Linked DNA regions of Sus scrofa: all the other regions are linked to region 1. The links are chromatin contacts, called in public Hi-C and HiChIP or PLAC-seq maps. All regions are on one chromosome and are shown on one strand. The core of a region is the stretch at or near the end of the contact, and the rest is flanking DNA. Distances in the headings are between cores, read along the strand shown.

What was found. A called contact is a pair of places that touch in the nucleus more often than the background predicts. HiChIP or PLAC-seq counts read pairs in DNA pulled down with a chosen protein or histone mark.
Region 2: a contact with region 1 is called in a Hi-C map of skeletal muscle, with 3 times the contacts expected there. The contact joins the promoter of SAV1 here to the promoter of SOS2 in region 1. A contact is called at or near these places in 1 of 47 Hi-C or Micro-C datasets (skeletal muscle) and 1 of 2 datasets of contacts at active chromatin or transcription factors (skeletal muscle).
Region 3: an H3K27ac HiChIP or PLAC-seq map of alveolar macrophages shows a contact between it and region 1. The contact joins the promoter of KLHDC2 here to the promoter of SOS2 in region 1. A contact is called at or near these places in 1 of 5 promoter capture datasets (fetal skeletal muscle), 1 of 47 Hi-C or Micro-C datasets (retroperitoneal adipose tissue) and 1 of 2 datasets of contacts at active chromatin or transcription factors (alveolar macrophages).
Region 4: a contact with region 1 is called in an H3K27ac HiChIP or PLAC-seq map of alveolar macrophages. The contact joins the promoter of NEMF here to the promoter of SOS2 in region 1. A contact is called at or near these places in 3 of 5 promoter capture datasets (fetal liver, fetal skeletal muscle and liver), 11 of 47 Hi-C or Micro-C datasets (brain, embryonic fibroblasts, epiblast stem cells and 6 more) and 2 of 2 datasets of contacts at active chromatin or transcription factors (alveolar macrophages and skeletal muscle).
Region 5: a contact with region 1 is called in a Hi-C map of alveolar macrophages, with 2.1 times the contacts expected there. The contact joins the enhancer-like site here to the promoter of SOS2 in region 1. A contact is called at or near these places in 10 of 47 Hi-C or Micro-C datasets (alveolar macrophages, embryonic fibroblasts, epiblast stem cells and 6 more) and 2 of 2 datasets of contacts at active chromatin or transcription factors (alveolar macrophages and skeletal muscle).
Region 6: a contact with region 1 is called in a Hi-C map of embryonic fibroblasts, with 2.7 times the contacts expected there. The contact joins the promoter of ATL1 here to the promoter of SOS2 in region 1. A contact is called at or near these places in 2 of 47 Hi-C or Micro-C datasets (embryonic fibroblasts and skeletal muscle) and 2 of 2 datasets of contacts at active chromatin or transcription factors (alveolar macrophages and skeletal muscle).

The regions. Positions count from the first base shown.
Region 1 is chr1:180,013,302-180,016,897 of Sscrofa11.1, reverse strand. It overlaps SOS2 (son of sevenless homolog 2), which reads left to right and starts at 1,957. Exons shown (of 23, transcript XM_021101439.1): 1 at 1,957-2,368. The coding sequence starts at 2,282.
Region 2 is chr1:180,432,425-180,436,020 of Sscrofa11.1, reverse strand. SAV1 (protein salvador homolog 1) reads left to right here and starts at 1,563. Exons shown (of 5, transcript XM_001927720.7): 1 at 1,563-2,047. The coding sequence starts at 1,954.
Region 3 is chr1:179,607,351-179,610,946 of Sscrofa11.1, reverse strand. KLHDC2 (kelch domain-containing protein 2) reads right to left here and starts at 1,921. Exons shown (of 13, transcript XM_001925208.7): 1 at 1-1,921.
Region 4 is chr1:179,669,647-179,673,242 of Sscrofa11.1, reverse strand. It overlaps NEMF (nuclear export mediator factor NEMF), which reads left to right and starts at 2,018. Exons shown (of 33, transcript XM_001924630.5): 1 at 2,018-2,343; 2 at 3,204-3,272; 3 at 3,391-3,493. The coding sequence starts at 2,285.
Region 5 is chr1:179,688,749-179,692,344 of Sscrofa11.1, reverse strand. No RefSeq gene overlaps it. Among named protein-coding and RNA genes, the nearest start is that of NEMF, 19 kb to the right of the region's middle. Within about 2 kb of position 1,609, at least 25 of the 83 cell types and tissues checked have an H3K27ac peak or open chromatin away from gene starts, as enhancers often do. A contact at or near this core is called in alveolar macrophages, fetal liver and retroperitoneal adipose tissue, where this site is marked.
Region 6 is chr1:180,297,411-180,301,006 of Sscrofa11.1, reverse strand. ATL1 (atlastin-1) reads right to left here and starts at 1,573. Exons shown (of 15, transcript XM_021101558.1): 1 at 1,340-1,573. MAP4K5 (mitogen-activated protein kinase kinase kinase kinase 5) reads left to right here and starts at 1,516. Exons shown (of 33, transcript XM_021101533.1): 1 at 1,516-1,803; 2 at 2,014-2,230. The coding sequence starts at 2,123.

The DNA.
Region 1 (3,596 bases), core at 708-3,207:
TACAGTATATGATGGGTTTCAAATGTACAACATAATGATTCAATATTTTTATATACTATATATACCCCATTTAAAGATATTACAAACAATGGCTATATTTCCCTGTGCTGTACAGTGTATCTTTGTTGCTAATCTATTAGAAAAGATTCTTGATTCAGGGAATACTTGGATTAGAAAAAATGATCTAAATTTTCCAACGCTGCCATTCTGATTTTGACAAAATAACAAATGGTGCCTGTTTTAAGGAAAGATAACTGCTCTGCTACTGATCCTGGAACTGAAGTGTAACACAGACCTTTTTTGCACCCTGTTTTTCCTTTCCCTAACTGCTGTGGCTGGGAGCAGTCTATTGTAATTCACGAATGTGCTCAGCATCTTTAGTGGGATGAAACGTTCATGTTAATGATCACGTTTTGGAGTTCCCTTCGTGGCACAGTGGTTAACGAATCCGACTAGGAACCATGAGGTTGCAGGTTCGATCCCTGGCTTTGCTCAGTGGGTTAAGGATCCGGCATTGCCCTGAGCTGTGGTGTAGGTCTCAGACGTGGCTCGGATCCCGCGTTGCTGTGGCTGTGGTGTAGGCCAGCGGCTACAGCTCCGATTAGACCCCTAGCCTGGGAACCCCCATATGCCCAGGGAGCGGCCCAGAAGTGGCAAAAAGACAAAAAAAAAAAAAAAAAAAGCACAAACAAAAAATAATGATCAAGTTTCCAGAGTCTTCATCGCAGGAAAGTCGGGACATTTTCGGGGTTGCTAATGAGCATGGCTGGGCCCCAAGGGCGGACACAGCTTTTGTGGGATCTGACACCACACCTACGCAATTTGGAGGACACCATTAAGAAAACAGTGCAGGAGTTCCCTTCGTGGCTCAGCGGTTAGCGAACCTGATTTGCGGTGTTTGATCCCTGGGCTCACTCAGTGGGTTAAGGATCCATCGTTGCGCTGAGCTGTGATGTAGGTCGCAGACGTGGCTCAGAACCCAAGTTGCTGTGACTGTGGTGTAGGTTGCCGGCTACAGGTCTGATTGGACCGCTGGCCTGGGAACCTCCATATGCCGCGGGTGCGGCCCTGAAAAGACAAAAGAAAAAAAAAAAAGAGAGAGAAGAAAACAATGCAAAAATATGAAAAGTTTTACAAAAACGATAATTTTGTGAACATAGGGGCTCATGCAAGTGAAGGATTAAGCCTAATTAACGTTGTCATCTGCCCCTTTTGGCCCTACTGTGCGCTAAGGGCTTTCCACGCCTCGCCTCCTTCAATCCCCACACCACCACCGTATGATATAGTTACTATTGCCCATATACAAAAACGCCATGTGGAACACAAGTACGTTAAATATCCTGTCCAGACAGAAAGCCCTTTTCTTTACAAATACCTTTACTGCTTCCCACGACTGGAGTCCTTGGGCTCGAGGAGTAGCACCGACTCAGGATTGTCTGGGGAAGATCAAGAGGGGGGAGAGTGTGTGTAAAACGCAGTCAGCAAGCAGGGAAGTCTATGTGGAACAGACGCCCATTAAGCGTCCAGGACAGGGGCGCTCCTGGGGCAGGGCCCGCGCGCCTGGCCGGCGCCTCTGCCACATTCGCGGCGCGCATGCTCCGTGCAGGACTACTCCGGCTCCCAGGGATGAGTGCCGGGCGGAGGGGGCGGGCCGAGCCGCCGCTGCTGGGATCCGGAGCTCCGCGGCGGCCCTGGGGCGCTGTGCGCGGCTGCTGAAGGGGCGGCGGCGGCGGTCAGCGCTCTGCGCGCTGCAGTGTAGCTCGCTCGTTAGACGCGCACGCCCGCTCGGTCCCCAGGGCCCTCTGGAGGTGACTCGGGCGGGCCGGGCCGGGCCGGGCCGGGCGGCGTTTGCCGGTTGGGAGGGCGGAGGAGAGGCGATGAGGAGACAAGCCGCCGCTGTCGCCGTAGTTCTCCGCCCGCCGCGGCCGTAGCGGGAGTCCGAGCAGGGTCCAGGCCAGCTGAACCCCCGCCGGGCTGCGAACGCAGACAAAGGAGGAGGAGCCGCCCGAGAAGCGGGCCAACGCCGCCGGGAAAGGAGGCCGCCGCGCTTCCTCTGCGGACGCGGCGCGAGGCGAGGCCGCCCGGGCCGAGGAAGCCGCCCCCGGAGCCCCCGCCCGCCGGCGCCGCCTCCGAGCAGCCTCGGCCGTAGCCCCGGCCCGGGCGGGAGGCGGCGGCGGCGGCCGGCGAGGCGACGCAGCCAGAGCCCTGCCTGTCAGGCTACCGGCCCGGCCCATTTCGGCCCGCGGGCCGACCCCGATGTGGAGGCTCTGCGGCCGGGGCCATGCAGCAGGCGCCGCAGCCCTACGAGTTCTTCAGCGAAGAGAACAGTCCGAAATGGCGGGGACTCTTAGTCTCGGCCCTGCGGAAGGTCAGTGCTGGTGTCCGATCGGCCGCGGGGACCGAGGGAGGTGACGGGGCCGAGAAGGGCGCCTGGAGGGCGGGGTGCGGGCCGCGGCCCCTCGGACTCTCTGATGGGGAGCTGTACGTCCTCTCTGCGGGTCCGAGGCCGAGCGCTTCCTCCCCGGCCGGTGGCGGGGCGGGGGGGGGGCGGGGGGAGCTCGCGATTGCCTGTTGCATCCAAAAGGACGTTTATCTCAAGTTTTTGCCTGGCCCCGGAAGGAAGGTTTTGTTGTGATCATAAAACTGGATTTCATGTTGCAGTCATTTCGTCAGGCAACTTCCGCCGTTGACCAATTTGTTGTCCTCAGGCTGGATTCAGGGCAAGAGAAAGTCCCGCTGGTATTTAGTTTCTAAAACAAAAGCACATTTTCAGGCCAGGTAATTAACTTTTAATTAAGTTCTTTGGGGCTGTTCCCTTCGGCAGTTCGCTCGTGAAGGGTGTCCTCTCACTTAAGAGGTAGTCCTTTTTTTTTTTTTTTAACAATAAGATGGATGCGTTTCAGGAGTGCGAAATGTCAGTGAGCCATGATATTTGTAAAAACAATTCTTGAGGTAAGTTTAAAGTGCCTTCTCCGTTCCTGCAAAAGGCATCCCACCTGTTTACGAGCGATTTCCCCTATAAAATTCGGTCAGTTTCTTCACTGAGTGCAGTTTAGAGTTTAGAATCATTTTAAGGGGACAGAAAAGGAGCAGCTCTTAAAAATTAGTCTTAAGGTTGGGTGCATCGCTAGGGTGCATCTCTCCTGTAGATGATGTCAGTTTTCATCTGAATTTAGGTAATAATCATACTGTCATTTTTATATTGAAACCTTTTGTAAGATCAAGACAAATTAAAGACTGTAAATCAGTGCAGGAAAAGATACCAAACCTGCTGAACATGGGTTTTCCGTGCCATTGATGCAGATGCCTTTTGTGCAAAATAACTAAGAATAAATTTTAAAATAATAAGGAAAGAATAAACATTAATTTAAAAGACTGCCCTTGGAAAATAATTTCTTTTCTTTTTGTTTTTTTAGGGCTACACCCACGGCATATGGACGTTCCCAGGCTAGAGGTCGAATTGGAGCTGCACCTGCCACAGCCATGCCAGATCCAAGCTCAGTCTGTGATCTACACCACAGCTCACGACAATGCTGGATCCCTGACTCACTGAACGAGGCCGGGGATCAAACCTGCATCCACGTGAATACTAGTCA
Region 2 (3,596 bases), core at 314-2,813, 420 kb before region 1:
CTAACAGTTGGCCCAACGGGAGAAGCGTTTATCGGCCAAAGTTGATTGCAACCTTTGCCGAGATGACTCCCTACATTACCATTAAATCATTCATAGAGGATGGACTCTTCATGCTGCATTTCCCCCCGTGTTGAAAGTGAGATTACACGATTTGTTGACGCTGAGAAATACTTGATTGATCTACATGGCCAAGGAATATTTCCGTACATTAAGGCTCTTAGGCTTCTAGGGAACGAGATGTTAGCCCCTGTAAATTTTCCTAATCGTTGTAAAGTTAACACAAGGAAACAAAAAGCTGATTCACTTTCAGTGATTATAAATCAACAAAGGAACAACTGTCCAGGATTTCTGAATATGAGATAGATGCAACACTTGCAAAGCCTCCAACCAAGCGTCCAACGCTAGACACCAATGATGCTGAAGGGTTACGGCTTGTTTTTGAGCTACAGAGCAGGACATAAATCTGGCCATGTACGTTTCAGAGGCTCAACCAAACGACATCAATCAGGCAACTCAGCAACACTTGGGCAAGAACAAGGGAACAGCAACAACTACAACATTTAGAGAAAAAAAAAAGTAACTTTCTGGGAACTGCCAGTGTTGGTATACCTTCAATGGTAAGCCTCACTTCCCAAGTGCCAAGGCCATACTGACTCCTGTGTTCCTAGCTGATTTTTTTTTTTTTTTTTGAAACCTTGAAGGAATATATTCCTGACTGGTTTAATGTTCTTCATTACATCAAGCTACAAAACTAAGAAAATCATTTTCTCTGGAGCACCTTCCCAGAGTTATCTGAGAAGCTGTCTTCTGGGTTTATAGTTCTCAGTTTGGCTCAAAGAAAACTATTCTCTACTCGTATTGTAGAATAATTGTTATTTCCATGACAACTCTAAGAAGAAATAATGTGGCTAGGAAGTAAGGACAGTCATAATTAAATTATGCTAACATCAAAATTGTCTTAAATAGGAAACAGTAGAAATCACATTTGGCTTTTTCCTCCGTTTTCTCATCAGAAAGATGCACTCCCTGGCACTCAGGAGACAGATTCATATCTGTTTAATTAGTGTTGGACGGCCTAATGCTTTCGCAAAATCAGGGATCTAGATTATTTTTTGGTGCGGCGCTAAGCTAAGGGTGGTGTCCCTTCAACTCTACTGGCGTTCTGTGTGAACACGGACCTGAATTCACCAGCCCAAAAAACTCTAAGAGGGGCGTCCTCTGCCGTGGAGGAGGACAGGAATGCGGCTGTCCCGCGCCACCCGCTCCCTCAGGGTCCGGGAAGAAAAATCTGTGGGTAAAAAGGGGCTCCGTTGCAGGAGCGCGCCACGGCCTCCGGCGCTCAGTCTGGCAGGCTTTGTCCTCAGACCTCTAGTGCCCGAGGTACCCGCTTCTCGCCGAGGGGGAAGTGAAGGTGGCTGCAGCTACAGGGCCGGCCCGCTAGCGGAGAGTTCGGCCAGCGGTTCTGTAGCGCCACCGCTCCCAGGAGCTGGAGTGGGGGTAGGGCAGCGGCGCTCGCGCCGCGTCGAGTTTCCCAGAATTCCCAGCGGCCGCGGGGAAAGTTTACAGGACGTAGGCGGCGGCGGCGGCGGCGGCGGCAGCAGCCGTAGCGGTTACTAGGCGGCCCGCGGCGGACCATGGCCCTGGCCGGGCGTCCCTGGCCTCTCCTCTCGGAGTACTCGGGCAGCGTCGGGGAGCGGGCAGACTTCCGGGAAGGAACTGAGAAGCGACTGAGCGGCGGTCGGCGCGCGTAGCGCCCCGAACATGCGGCAGTACCTGTGGGCGACCCGGGGCTGCAGAGAGGAGGAGGAGGAGGAGGAGGAGGCGGAGGCGACGGCGGCTGCTCCGGAGGGAAGGAGGCGGCGGCGCCGACGGAGGTGGCGGCGGGGAATCCCGGCGCCGGGCGCGGAGCCTTAGGGAGGCTTCTTGGCGTGGCCTGAGGCCTTGTGGACAAGGATGCTGTCCCGAAAGAAAACCAAAAATGAAGTGTCCAAGCCGGCCGAGGTGCAGGGGAAGTACGTGAAGAAGGAGACGTCGCCTCTGCTGCGGAGTGAGTGTCGGGCGGGGCGCGCCCACACCTGGCCGGGGTGCCCACGGGGACCCGGGCAGAGTGCCTGCCGCCTCTCTCCGCGGCTTCTTTTCCTCCTTGGTATCTGTGAAATACTCGTTTTTAAAATTTTCTTGTGCTTAAAGTGGTGTTGGTTGTATGAAAGCTGATGAAGAGTAAGAAACTTATATTCGTCCACCTCCGACCCCCTCCCCCCCAAATAACCACAGACTTCTCTGTCTACTTTCGTCAGTGTTGTTGGTTTTGATTAACTGGAAGAAAGAGGCTCTTTGGGAAACACTTAAATTGCTTATCCCCTGGGCTTATAGGAATTAAAGTGATTAGACTGGGGCACACTTTTTCTTCTAGTTACGTCGAGATTTGCTGTATGTTTGCAAACATTGCGGATGTCACTAGCCCGTTCTGCAAATTGGGCGAACTCTCGGGTAGAATTCCTTAGCCCAGCTGTTGGGTGCAGACTTAAGGAGATGAAAGGTGATCATTGCTATTGTAGCCGCTACCTAAAGCCTCATCAATCGTAGATCTTAGCGAAGAGGAGCCAAAATATGTATTTGGCTGTGTTCGTGAGAATTGCTTCAAATACCAGCTCCCCCGCCGCCGAGAATCAAAAAGGCAAAGTACTCAAAATAATTTCATATTTTACAGGAAGTTACCAAAAACTTTTTTTTTTTTTAACTCTAATAGAATGCATTTTTCTCCCACCCTACCCTGGCACTTTTCTTCTCTTCACTTTAAGTATTTGATTCTAATTTTCCAGCTGAATCTATTGAATTTTTAATTTTCGTGTGTTCAGAACATCTGTGAGGTAAGGAGCTAATTTGTTGGTGCTCATTCTACAGGCTGAGCCCTTTGTGTAAGTTTTCTTCTGGGAGGCTCCTAACCTTGTGACTTAAGCATTACCTCATATTGTAATTGAGAAAGCTTTTCATAGAGATTCCTAGTAATACTTGCCCAAGATCACACAGAAAGGGGTGGAGAGCATGTTTTTCCGTTATAACCACATCAGACTTGCAGATTTATCCATGTGTTTGCAGTGCTTTCTTATAAAACAGAGCATATTAGATGGGTACATCAGTAACGTGAAACTTGATTTTTAAACCTTTTTTTTTTAATCAGTTTTTCAGTTACATATTAGTATTTTGGTTGAGTTAATGATAACATGCAGTTTGCTGCAAATAAAGTTTATTGAACATTACTTGAAATAATGAGATATATTTGCCTTTTAAGTAAATAACTTGATAGAGTATTTTATATTTTGGTTTTATCAAATGTTGAGCCTTGTTTATTCTGATATTAATTTTTGTCTAGAGTTAGCTTCTGTTGCTTATTAATGTGAGTGCTCTCTGATAGTTTACTTAATGAACTTATAAAACGGTCGCCAAATCCAGTTTTCTTCTTGTTTTAAAGGTATTTGCTTTCTAACCGGGAATGCCTAAGCTATTAAATTCTGTATTCAGAAGTACTGTATCCTTAAAGCCATTGTTCTTCTGTTATCTTCTGTTTTGAATTATAATTGTTCTTAAAGGAGCCG
Region 3 (3,596 bases), core at 672-3,171, 410 kb after region 1:
AGGACATTCGGAGCCTCCTTTCAGCGCAGGGATATGCTGAATTACCCAGATTCTCCCCCCAGAAAGTTTCTTTCCGAGAAGATCTTGTTTGATTAAGGAATGTTCTCAGGTTCACCGCCTGGACTATAGCAAATTGCTCAAATAGTAAGTTTCAGTGTCTCAGGGTCGGGTCTTCCCGAGGATACAGGGGCGGGTGGTGCCTCTCGCCTCCCAGGCGGTCCCAGCTCCGATTGCTGGGCCGAGGCGCCCGGCCCTGCTCATTGCTGCTGCGCACTGCGTGCCACCCGGACTTGTGTCCACAGAGAGCGGGTCATGGCATCTCCTCTCGACAAGTTCTTCTTGCCCATCAGGAATCTTAAATGTAGTGCTGCATCCTCCACCCAGTTTGGAAAATTGTGCTCAAGAACTGTTTCAGAAACTGTCCCCATCCAGGCCATCTAGGAGGAAAGTGAATCTTACGCAGGACACTTTTCGCTTACATTACCTGAACCTTTTCAGTTAAGTCAAGAATTATTGTAATCTGAATTTGATTCCTCACCTGCAAAATGTAGTTAGGCTAGACTACATCTTAAATCTCTGATCTAATGGTGCATCTGTACGTGGATGTGTTTGGTGAGAGGAGTGTGCTTTATTTTCCTCTCCCTTGCTCATCATAACGCTGGGACTGCTATGTAGAAGGAACACTTGGTACAACAAATGGCCTTCCTCGCTAAAATTTTCTAAGCCTGAAATTTCTTCCTTAGCACTGCCTGTGTCTTTACAACTTATCAAAATTTGTAGGGTGGGTAAAAGCAGTACTTAGAAATTTATAGCATTGCGTGCCTATGTTAGAAAAAAAAGAAAGATCTAAAATCAACCATCTAAGTTTCCATCTTAGGAAATAAGAAAAAGAGGAGCGAATTAAATCCAAAATAAGCGGAAGGAAAAAAATAATGAGATGATGAAAAGAAAGAAACCAATGAAACTGAAAGCAGGAAATCAACAGAGAAAAACTGATAAAACCAAAAGCTGGTTCTTCAAATAGTGAAATCAATAAACCTCTAGCCAGGCTAAGAAGAAAAGACACAAATTACTGATATCAGAAATGAAACAGAACATCACTACATATATCATGGACATTAAAAGTATTATAAATATTATGAAGAACTCTGTGCCTGCATATTTGATAAACTAGATGCAATGGTCTGATTCCCTCAAAGACACAATCTGCCAAAATTCCTAAGAAAAAAATAGATAACCTGAATAAGCCCATATCTATTAAAGAAATTGAATCAATAATAACCTTCTAAAACAAAGCAGGAAGCCCAGATGAGTCCACTGGTAAAATTCTAACAAACATTTAAGGAAGAAACCATACCAGTTTTCTACAATCTCTTTTAGAAGACACAAGCAAAGAGAATACTTCTTACTCATTCTGAGGCCAATATTACTCTAATCCCCAAACCAGACAGATATATCACAAGAAAACAACAGACCAATATTTCTTATGAACATAGATGCAAAATCTTCAAAGTATTATCAAATCAAAAAAATTAAAAAAGAAACACTATAACCAAATGGGACTCATTCCAGGTATGCAAGGCTGATTTAGTGTTCAAAAATCAACCAGTGTAATCCATCATATCAACAAGCTAAAGAAGAAAAATCACATGATCATATTAACAGATGCAGAAAAAGCATCTATTAATGCTTTTAAGAGTTCCTGATGTGGCTCAGCAGTAATGAACCTGACTAGTATCCATGAAGACATGGGTTTCCTCCCTGGCCCTGCTCAGTGAGTTAAGGATCTGGCATTGCCATGAGCTACGGTATAGGTCACAGATGTGGCTCAGATCCTGCACTGCTGTGGTTGTGGCAGTAGACCAGCAGCTGCAGCTTTGATTCAACCCCTGGCCTGGGAACTTCCATATGCCACAGGTGCAGCCCTTAAAAAAAAAGACAAAGAAAGAAAAAGCATTTAATAACATCCAACACCTATTCATGATTAAAAAACAAACCTCTTGGCAAACTAGGAATATAGAGGAACTTCCTTAACTTCGTAAGGAACATCTACAAAAAATGTACAATTACTACTATTCTTAATGATGAGAAACTAGAGGAATAAGGAAAGGACATCCCCTCCCACCACTACCTTTCAACAGCCTACTGGATGTCTTCGCTTATGCAGTAAGACAAAAAGGGGGAAAAGGTTGGGAAGGAAGAAATCAAGTGCCTTTGTTCATAGATGGCATGATTATGTAGAAAATTATAAAAAATTACTGTAGTACATTCAGACAATAGAATATTATTCAGTGTTGAAAAGAAATAAGGCATCTTTTGAAGCCATGAAAAGACATGTAGGGAACTTAAATGCATATTACCAGTGAAATAAGCCAATCTGAAAAGGGCACATATGATATAATTCTAATTATATAACATGGAAAAGGCAAACTATGAAGACAGTAAAATATCCATGGTTGCCAAGGGTGAGGTCAGAGGGAGAAAGGACCAGGCAGAGCAAAGCAGGATTTTGAGGGCAGTGAAAATATTACGTATGATGCTATAAAGGTGGATACATATCACTATACAATTGTCTAAACCCATTAAATGTACACCACCAAGAGTGAGCCTTAATGTAAACTATGGACTTCAGGCGTGTCTAAGCTCAGGAAGCTATAATGAAATACCATGGACCTGGTGGCTTAAACAACAGACATTTCACAGTTCTGGAGGCTGGGAAGTCCGAGATCAAGGTGCTGACAGCTTTGGTTCTTAGTGAGGGCCCTCTTCTGGCTTTGCAGGTGGCTGCCTTCTCACTGCATCTCCATAGGGTGGGAAGAGAGAGCATGTGCAAGCTCTGGTCTCTTCCCTTCCTCGGAGGACACTAATCCCATCATGGGATCTTCACCCTCAAGACCTCATCTAAACCTAATTACCTTTTCAAATATCCCACCTCCAGAAAATTTCACATTGGGGGTCTTTTTGGGTTTCAACATATGAATTTTGTGGGGATACAAATATTCAGTCCATTGCATGGGTAGAAGAAATGTTCTTGCTATACCCACATGGTGGACCATACAGTAACTTCATCAAACAGGAAATTCCAACAGACTCACATTAATACAATGGAAAAAAAGGTGGGAAGGGGTATTATTTGCTTCTAAAACCGATTCTTTTCCTTTGAAATATTCTAAAGTCAAAATTTTAATTTTTTTTTTCTTTTTAGGGCCACACCCGTGGCCTATGGACGTTCCCAAGCTAGGGGTCGAATCAGAACTGAAGCTGCCGGCCACAGCCACAGCCATGGCCACGCCAGATCTGAGTCATGTCTGCGACCTAAACCATAGCTCACCACAACACAGATCCTTAACCCACTGAGCAAGGCCAGGAACGAACCTGCGTCCTCATGGATACTAGTCAGATTTATTTCCACTGAGCCACAACAGGAACTCCAAAATTTTAATTTTTCAGACAGTATGTACTACCTTGAAAATTATTCTAGCCTGCTGAGTTTATTTTATATTATTTCTCTTTCACACATACATACATATAAATAATGTACAAAGTGGTGAAAACATCACTTTGTTCCTAGGCTGACAGCATGAAGTTCTAAAGAA
Region 4 (3,596 bases), core at 769-3,268, 340 kb after region 1:
AAAGACAAAAAAATATATATATAATAGATAGGTAACCAGGAACTACTTATAGCACAGGGAAATTTACTCAATACTGTGTAACCTATATGGGAAAAGAATCTGGAAAGGAATGGCTATATGTATAATATGTAAAATTGATTTGCTTTGCAGTATGCCTGAAATTAACACACATTTGTAAATCAGCTAAATTCCAGTAAAACTGTTTTAAAAAGAAAAAAATTACCTTTAAATTATCAGTTATGACAAATTCTGTTGGTTTCAGATAATTCACTTTTATCTCCTCTTTGAAAATGGAAGATGATTTGCCCATCTCCTGTTGCCTCTATTTTTTCAAGTCCTTAAGTGTTCCTGGTTCAGAAATTTTTCAAAGTAGAGAGAAACTATTTCAAAATCCAGAAATGATGGAATTCAGTAGTAAATTATGCAGTTGCTTTGTAATTTTTATACTTATCTTCATCTACTTTTCGTTCTTATGTATATTCTTGCATTTTTCCTTCTGATGCCCATTTTCCTTGACAGACAAACCAGAAGCAATGTATGAGTTAGTCCAGGGGCTGACCCATATATAACTTAAATTAGTATCCTGCTCCTATCCTGGGAGTTTTGCTATGAAGTCTTTCAGTTTTTGTATATAGAGAAGTATCTGAGAGAGTTCCCTGATGGTGCAGTGGGTTAAGGATCTGGCATTTGTCACTGTGGTGTGGGTTCCATCCCTGGCCCCCTGGAACTTCTGCATCTAAGTTTTGTCCCTTTCAATGTGGAGTTTACACATGTATTGCATTTTATGCAAAATATTTAGGCATTCTTTGGGGAATGCCTTTACTGTCAATATAAGAACTTTAGTATTGTTTATGTACAGTTAGACCTGTCGCTTTTACGGTTTTGGCTACAGTCTATCCTAAACCCTCCAAATAGCTTATTTCATATCTTGAGCTATTCTGCATGATTTACTGTGCCATTTGATGCAGTAGTGCTGCGCTATATGTGTTACAGCAGCCTCTTGGAGTCTGCAATTCCTGGTTTCTTTTGAAATGCTGAACGCGCCCTTTTAACTTAAGAGTCGCCGTCTACTGGTGAGAATTTTGCTGCTCACGACACTCAGTCTGTAGGCTCTAGAATCCTCCTAGGTCCAGATTTCTTGCCGGGCGCGGTGGCGCGCGCCTGTAATCCCAGCTACTCGGGAGGCTGAGGCTGGAGGATCGCTTGAGCCCAGGAGTTCTGGGCTGCAGTGCGCTATGCCGATCGGGTGTCCGCACTAAGTTCGGCATCAATATGGTGACCTCCCGGGAGTGGGGGACCACCAGGTTGCCTAAGGAGGGGTGAACCGGCCCAGGTCGGAAACGGAGCAGGTCAAAACTCCCGTGCTGATCAGTAGTGGGATCGCGCCTGTGAATAGCCACTGTACTCCAGCCTGGGCAACATAGCGAGACCCTGTCTCTTTTGAGTTCTTATCTTAAAATTGCTTTCTTCCCAAGTATTTATTACAGTGCAAAAACAAAAAACCATTCTTGCACGACCCTTGAAACCCCTTTGGCGGGGCAACCTTGTCTTATTTTTATTTTTATCTTATTTCACCATTATCTAGCGAAATATTTGAATATTTTGATTGCCGATCATTTATGGAACCCCTATTGTATACCAGGTACTACGCTGAGACCCCCTGCTGAGTCCCAAAAGGGGATTCCCAACAGTTAGATTGGATGAGAATCCCACAATAATGGCAAAATGGTCTTTGGAGAGCAAGACTCATCAAAAAAGGAACTCCTTATTGAGAGTTGGTTTGCTTTGATCATTGAGGGCGCCTGTAGGGCAAATGAAATAATCCACTTCGGTTAAATTTCAAAACAGTAAGCTGCAGGAAAAGGGGTCCTCCTGGCTTTGATACACAGAGCCTCACTACCCGCCTGGGGAAATGCTTCCAGTACTCCTCTCATAAATTGTTACGACCAGCAGGGGTCACTATGGAGGCTGGTTTGAGTCCCGAAACACAAGGGGGCAAAGTCACTAAACTAGTCCGTAAGCTTTTCAGGAAAGAATGCAGTTTCAAGAGAACAGTTTGGATCTATTTCGAGTGGTTTTGGTGCGAAAACCAGCAACGAAAAACAAATTGATGACGGCCTGACACTCAAACACTTCACTAAAGCGATGCAAACACGTTCGCTTCAAGGAATATTGGCCCTTCTGCGCGGCCGTAGATCCGCCAAGTGCGCCTGCGCATAAGAGTAGCGGCGTCGAGTCAGGCCGGCAGTGGAGGAAGCTGCAGAATCTTCTCTCGTACCTCGCCATGAAGACTCGCTTTAGCACTATTGACCTCTGCGCGGTACTAGCCGAGCTGAATGCCAGGTACTGTACGATAGGTGACCAGGCTCGTGCGGGGAGTGCAGGAGGCAGAGTCGCAGCCCCACGGTGGAGACAAGACTGGCCTGGTGTTTCCCCTCGGTCCCCCCAGTGCAGCCCTTTATGGACCTGGTTAGGCCTGAGTGGGCGAGCGCGTGACATCTTTCCCGGGCCCTCAGGATACCCGGGCGGGGGGGACCCGGGGGACCCCAGCAGCTGAGTGCCTCATGTGCTGCTAGTCTTGCCAGGTCTTAAGTCAGCTTCTGGCGGGTTCACGTCTTACTGTCCTGAGTCGCCTGGGTCTGGCAGCTACGTTTAGTGAAAACCGACACGCCAGTTGGACGCCAGGACGCCAGAGTAGTCATTTGCTCCAGAGGTTTCCAGACCCGACCCTTAGTTTGTTAGACTCTCTTCCTCATCCCAAAGACAGACCAGTATCGCCGTTTTAGCTGGAGGTAGCAGATTCGCGTGAGATTTGGCGTCTAGTCTGGTCTCTATTATTCACCTGTCATATTTGAGCTTTGTCATATTTCCCAGGGTCTTGTTTGCGTTTTTTCTTTTAAAATAAATTAAGTGGAATCGATTTACTATATTTCCTTAGAAAATGTTGGATCATTTTAAAGACTCAATGCGTTGTATGGTATTCCTAGAGCTGATAAGCCATTTTTGTTCTAAAGTAGTTAAATTCAAGTTTTGAGCTGAGTGCCTGATGGCGTTCAGATTGTGCTCCCTGTTTGAGTCCCTGTCTTTAGAGTCGAAGATCTCCTTTTTCGAAGACTCTACTTCCGCCTACAGATTTAAATTGTGTGAGGTTTTATGTTTCAAGTGGTACTATGATTTGTTATATGTTTCCTTTCTTTTTGCAGCTTGCTAGGAATGAGAGTAAACAATGTTTACGATGTGGATAATAAGACATATCTTATTCGTCTTCAAAAGTAAGAGCATTTTGTAGGCTTATTAGATGTTTTGTAATTAAATATGAGATTTTTTTTTTAAACATGAGTTAGCGCTGGCAAATGCCCTAAAGAAAATTTTGACTTTTTCCTTCTACAGACCAGACTTTAAAGCTACACTTTTACTTGAATCTGGCATACGAATTCACACGACAGAATTTGAGTGGCCTAAGAATATGATGCCATCTAGCTTTGCCATGAAGGTAAATTTTAAGTTATACTAGAAGCAAAATCTTAAGGCCCTGAGATTGGTCACTGACCATTGAAGTTTTAAACTTTAGTTTTTATTCACTGTTATGAATAAAA
Region 5 (3,596 bases), core at 360-2,859, 320 kb after region 1:
GGAAATCCTGTGAAATCAGATTATTATGATCATTATACAACTACAGATGTGATAAATTCATTTGAGCAATAAAAAAAAAGAGAAAATTATGCCTCAATAAATTTGTGGGGAAAAGTGACAGAACCTAAAAAAAAATCAAACACTGGGAGTTCCCGTTGTGGCTCAGCAGGTTAAGAACTCAACTAGTACCTGTGAGGATGCAGTTTCAATCCCAGGCCTCGCTCAGTGGGTTAAGGATCTATTGCTGCTGTGAGCTGTGGTGTAAGTTGCAGATATGGCTCAGATCCCAAGTTGCTGTGGCTGTGGCTGTGGCAAAGGCTGGCAGCTGCAGCTCCAATTTGACCTCTAGCCTGGGAACTTCCATATGCTGCAGGTTTGGCCCTAAGAAGACAAAAGAAAAAAAGTATAGATTGATGAAGTGGTGGTTAGTGTAATTGACAGTAGTCCAATTTAAATCATAAATTATACATAAACTGAGAGACTTATACTGCCACTAGAAGTATAGTGACAAATTTGAAAAGCAGACTGTAAAAGTTTTATTTATAACATAATTATAATAAAAATGGATACGCATATAAAAGAAGATTGTATGAGGGTTTAGGACTCAAAAGATACCTGAACTCAAAAGATACATAGAGATACCTAGAGCTCTTTCAATTCCTGCCCTTTTCTGAGTTTTGATTAGCCAGAGTTTTCTCTGTGACCTTGCCTAAATTAGAGTACAGGGTATGCTGGGATAATAGCGACCCCAAATATAGTGATTTAAATGAAATAGCAATGTTATCAAACCAAACTTGGTCCAGTCCACTGAGTGAAGTAAAACCAATCTACTGACACTGGGTTGTGGTGAAGGAAAGTGCATCATGACTGCAGGCACCAAGCAAGAATTCCAGACAGCTAGTGCTCAAAAGGCCTGAACTCCCCAATGGCTTTCAGGGAGGGGTTTTTAAAGACAGGGTGAGCAAGAAGGTTGTATGGTGTGTGATCAGCCCATGGACATTCTGATTGGTTAGTGGTGAGGTAATCAGGAGTCAACATCATCAACTTTCTGGTTCCAGCCAGTCTGGGGTCTACCTGCTTGTGGGCAGCTTACAGTTAACTTCTTCCACCTAGTGGGGAGTTCAGTATTTGCAGAACAGTTCAAAGGATAATGGCTCAGACTATTATCTATAGCCCTTAAGGAAGAACTAAAGGCTAAACTATTAATTAATGGCTGAACTATTATTATTTTGTTTTGCTTGACTGTTTCCCTTTGTTTCTGCATTTGCTCACTTCTCTGATTAAATGTATTCCTTGGGATTCTGAGAAGGCCTAGGGAGCTAAAGTTTTTCTACAAACAAGAAGCAGACAGAAGACATGGGGTTGGGGTAAGGGTGGAGTCTCTCCCAGGAAGGCATTATAGGGCCGTATTTGGTTTCAGGATCTTATTTCTCATATAAATGACTGGAGGTAGACGTGGTCCAAGCTGGCAGGGTGGTTCAGCTCCATTAAGTTATCCATGGACCCTGGCTTCTTTCTCTTGATGCCCCACCAAATCTTAGGATAGTTTCTTCGTTTGCTTGATTAAAGCTGGAGTACTGACAGGGGTGCACATTGGCGCCATCTAGCGATGGGAAAGGGCAAAAGAGCAGAACTGGAGGACAACTGATTTATTTTTAAGCGAGTGAGGAAGAAGTGGCACCCATCACTTTCATTCATATTCTGTTGGTGAGTACTTTGCCACTCTTGGTTGTAAAAGGAACTGGGAAATATGGTCTCTACCTGAGGCGTCATGTGCCCAACTAAAAATGTTATTAGTTTAGTAAAAGGGAAGAACAAATTGGGGGGACAACTATCATTCTGACACATTTCTATTTCCTTCTAATTTATTCCTTTTTTTTTTTTTTTTTTTTTTTTTTTTTGCTTTTTAGGGTTGTACTCACGGCATATGGAGGTTCCCAGGCTAGAGGTCGAATCAGAACTGTAACTGCTGGCCTACACCACAGCCACATCAATGCAGGATCAAGCCACGTCTGCGAGCTAGACCACAGCTCATGGCAACACCAGATCCTTAACCCACTGAGCAAGGCCAGAGATCGAACCCGCCACCTCATGGTTACTAGTCGGATTCATTTCCACTCTGCCACAATGGGAACTTCCTAATTTATTCCTTCTTAAGAGAAGTTTTCTTACTTCAGTTTACAGACGGTCCTTACTGCTTGCAAATAAAATACCCTGACACTCCATTCCTCAGGCCCCAATTTAAATGACCCTTCCTCAAGGAGACTTACCTATTATCCAAAAATGGGTTTGCCATGTGAAGTAAAATGTGTATTTTATGGCAAGACAAGAAAAATTTAAACATAAAAATTCTTCTTTGCCCTTTGGCCTCCCCTTACTCCATATTATGCAGTGTGTATACACATTATGCATCAGCCAAACCTCCCATGTCAGCAGGAATACCCACTCAACCATAAATAGCAACATTCTCCCAGAGTCAATAAGACAACTCCTTAAAAGATAACATTCCTTTTTGATCTTATAAAGGGTTATATGACCCACACTACCATGATGCTTAGATCTGGATTATGTAACTGTCAATAATATATCATTTGATGTATAGCCCTCTGTCTCAAAAATTTTTATAACTGTGACTTGATTTCTAACCTGTGGAACAGGTCTCAGAGCTTTCTGAGATGCTTTTCCTGGGTTATAATTCTCAAATTTGGCTCGCATAAAATTTTCTAATTCTTTCTTAGATTGACAGATTACATTTTCATCCACAGCCTCTTGGTAGGTGTGTAAACAAAAGGCAAAACCAAGAATGGAAGAAGGAAAGATTTATTACTTGCAGCAAGTAAGAAGAACACCAGGGATCCTTCCCAAAGCAGTGCCCCCCACACCCCCAAAATTGGGGAAGTTTTAAGCTAAAGATAAATGCATAATATTGAAGGGGCTTGGGCAAAGAATTCAGCTTGGAATTGGGGCAAAGTTCGACAGAGTCCAAGCTTTAGTTGACTGAAATCACCACGGTAAAAAAAGATCAACATCTTTATCCCTCAGGTTCCAGTTGATCTGGTGGTTGAGTACTTGGGGCTAATCTTTACCACTGAAACAGAACTGGGAGTTTACAAGTGATATATTATCTCTGCTATTGTTACTCCTCTTGCATGATAACACTCATTTGTTCCTGCATTCTTTTGGTCACATAAGACCATTCATTACTGAGACGTATTTGAGGACAAGCATGCGGCCAGGCTTAGACCACAAAATGGCTTAGGCCTAAAATGCCTTCTCTTGTATCAAGAAAGCCATGACTTGTTCTCTTTCTCCAGGGACCTCCTACTCTATCTGTTTACATGACTACTTTCTCTAAAGTAGATCCCCTCCCCTTTTCCTGTCATTATTTTAATCTCAGCACTTTGTTTCATTTAAGGTACTTAACACAACTTGTAATGGCTTCTTTTTTCTGTGTTGTTATCTGTCTCCCCACTATGTCCCTTTTCTTCACCACTATACACCTAGAGACATCACCTAACATATTGCCTGGTCATTGGAGAGACAAGAAATAAATATCTGGTTTTAAATGAATCAAACAGTGGTCAAAAATGACTAAG
Region 6 (3,596 bases), core at 324-2,823, 280 kb before region 1:
TACTTATTTTTATCTTATGTTGTAGTATGCATTTTCTGTATGTTGCCTCAAATTCTCTGAGGAATAATGGAGATATAAATAAGAATAAGTAAATTTCAGACTAGAAAAAGGATCAATACCTATATGGTCAAAGGAGGAAAAAAAGAGTCTATGACAGTAAACAAGTACTAGGATACCAATAGAACATTTGAAAAGATTTTGAGTCATTGAAGCCAAAAGTATTTGCCCACCAAAACAAGTGCCAAGAAGCTTTGAAAGAAGGAACTGTTCTTCAACAATTTTTTCAATGCAGCAAACACATAGGCTTTGTCCATAGAGCATGTAAGTCTGAGCTTACTTATGTTCCCTAAATAAGTGCTCTTTGTGCATGGAACACAAAAAAATACATATATTCCCTGTACAGCTAAGGTGTGAAGTTAATTTGTACATTACCAAACTGATTACAATGATCAACAATAAGGGATATATTGCCCGAGAATGGAATGAATTGGATGTTCAAAGCTACAGGCCAGCATCTGTGACTTGCTCTTTTGTGATTTTTCAGTCACTAAATGGATTGGTCAAGTGTTAGCTGAATTTTTTTGTTCAAAACCTTCATTGGGCTCTACAAACAAAATCAATCTGGCAACCTTATTTCTACCTTGGAACAAGACTGGAAGTGAAACTACAAAACAGCTTGTGAAATATTCAGCCAAATTACTTCCCTAAACTCCTGTTTCATATTCTGTGCATTGTGAAGTATGTTAAAAAGCCTTTTATATTTGATAACGCCCTTTACAATCTTGTAAAATGCCTTATAAACACTTTCTCAGGTGTCGGATGCAAAACCCTACCCTCTTCAAGCTGCAGATAAGGATGTGGAGATATTGCCAAATAGGATGTCTTTTTTGTCCCAGATCACATACTGAGTAAGTGGTAGAGTCAGAACCAGGTTGTGGTCCCTGATTTTCAGCTGCTGCAGAACTCCCGACCCAATTAAAGGAACAATACCTGCGCTGAGACACTGCGTGTGCCCAACAGGGATAAGAACCACATAGACTTCCTAGGAATTCCGACTTTCGGAAATGTCTTGGGAAAACTTAGTGGAAGACAGGTTGCGCAGGTGTGCAGTGCAGCCTCAAACTGGTACCACTGGGAATGGTTTGCAAAACAGGAAGGTGCAGTTGGGTGTGCCGCGACTTAGTTAATCTGGCACTCCCCCACCTCCCTCCCGGGCGCCCCATTGCCAGATTACTTCTGGCTCAGTGCCCTCAACGAACCATTTTCTCAACTGGGAGGGCTGCGTTCCCATCGCCCTCGTGCCCACCCTACTACTCTACCCGCCACCCTCCAGGTTTACCTGACAAAGCTGGGAGCGGTTTAGCGGAGGCGCGTCAGCCCAAGAATGCCCGGGGGCGTCCGTGACCCCCAGAGTGGGGAGCAGAGCCCGGCTCAGGAAAGGACGCTCCGGGCCAGGGGGGCGCGGCGGCCCGGCCGGGAGAGTGTCGTGTCCCGAGCAGGCCTCAGGGCGGCACTCTGGTCTCGCGGCCGGCGCGCTCGGGCGGGACGCTGGGCGCCGACCCACGCTGGCCGGGAACGTGTCTCCCGGTGACGCAGCCCCGGGTGGGGAACGTGGTGCGGCGGCGGCGGCGACGGTACGCGCCTCCGCCGCCCGCGAGAGGACGTGCGGTGCAGCGAAAGGCAGCGGCGGCAGCACAGCTGGACTTGGAGGGCCGGCGGGCGCCGGGAATCAAGACGCAGGCGCCGGCGGGGAAGTAGGTCCTGGGCGCGGCGCTCAACAAAGAGCGGGGCCGCCCCCCTCAGGTACCGAGCCGGCCCCGGGCCCCGGCGGGCGGGCAGAATCCGGCCCGACAGTTCGCGGGCGGTCAGGGAGGGGGAAGGGCCGCGGCCGGAACACGGCAGCGGCGGGGCGCTGGGGACCCCTTCCAGGCCCGCTGGTAGCGGCTCCCGCTGGGGCGGAAAGGACGGGACTGGGCCGCTCGGGGTTGCAGCCTCTGCTCGTCCCTCGTGCAGGCGGAGCTGCGGGCAGAGGCTCCATGTTGGGAAGCGGCGCCGCTCGTCCTCGTTAGCGGGAATCGGGGCGCCGCGGGCACAGCCGGCGGGGGCCGGGCCCTGAACGAAGATGGAGGCCCCTCTGCGGCCTGCCGCGGACATCCTGAGGCGGAACCCGCAGCAAGACTACGAGCTCGTTCAGAGGGTCGGCAGCGGCACCTACGGGGACGTCTATAAGGTGAGGCAGGCCAGGCTCTTTTCCTGCGGTCCGCTGGCTCCCGGGAATAGGGCCACTTTCTGAGGAAGTGTGAGAAGGAAGGAGGATGCTTTTGTTGTTGCATCTTGGAGATGCCGCGGCCGGGTCCCATTTACTCCATTCGGAGCGCCTTCTAATCCATGCTTGCACTGATCGCTCCAACAAGCAGAACTAACTACACCTTTGCGAACCACCGTTGTACTTTTTTTGTGCGTGTGTGTGGTATAAAGGCTTTTTAATGCTTATTTATGGTATCCAAGAAAGTTCGAATCTGCTTATGGAGTTGCGCTTGAGGATATTCTTGTCTTAACATGGAAAAAATGCTTCCTGGAAGACAGTAGACAAGGAAATATATTGACGTTCTCACATTTTCACAAAAAACTTTTTGATGGATGATGCTGTTTTAAAAAGTCCTTTGAAACCCCAGTCTCTCAATTTTAACTGTAAGTAGTCTAATGCTGGGTCAAAGTGATGTGTGCACAAACATTATCCTATGCAGAACAATGCTTTTCCTGGTAGAAGTTTTGGCATTTGTATCTGATGATGATTTTCTAATTCTTCTTTGGCAATTCCTCTCTCTGGGATTGATAACATCCCATGACCCAGAATAGTTAAGAGCAGCTGTCTTTTTAATTGTGCTCTTTTGCTTTATTTGAGACAAATGATGGGAATGAGTTACTCTTAGTTTGAAAAAAAAAAAAAAAAAAAGTCACAGGCAAGCAAACCCAGTTCCCGAAATCCACCGAGTTCTTGAAGGATCAAGAGGAAAGAGATTGTTTCAGATTGCCTTATGCTTTTTTGTTCTCTGTTCCAAAAAGGGAGCATTAATGTAACTCATATGGGTATGTTAAGGGAACTTGCCTTTGATTTTGCAAAAGCTTTGTTTATTGTATTTGATCATGTCATGTATCCCATTATTCTAAACAACACTCCTGCATATAGCTGAAATAGCCTTGGGTAATTAACCAGAACACTCCTCTGGGGTATGTTGTTTTTGTACAGGTGGTAATATGGAAGGAAAATATCCCTTCTTCCTAACTTCTATTTTTAATATCCTCTCTGTTAATAGTAACAATTCAAGGTTGGGTTATGACAGCTCTAGCACTGTTTGAGTCTGTTGAGATGCACTGTAATGGATAGGCTTTTTATCCTTTAAAACAGCATTTGAATCTTCTGTACTAGACACTGTTCTAGTATGGGATGCTGAATTGTGAGAGGAAGGTTCCAGTTTTTGCCGTGTGAATAATTTTAATTCAGAGTGGGTAATTACAATAATCTTCTTTATATAAAATTAGAGGTAGTTAACTCTTACTTGTTTATCCATGGATTAGTCATTTTGTGGAATGCT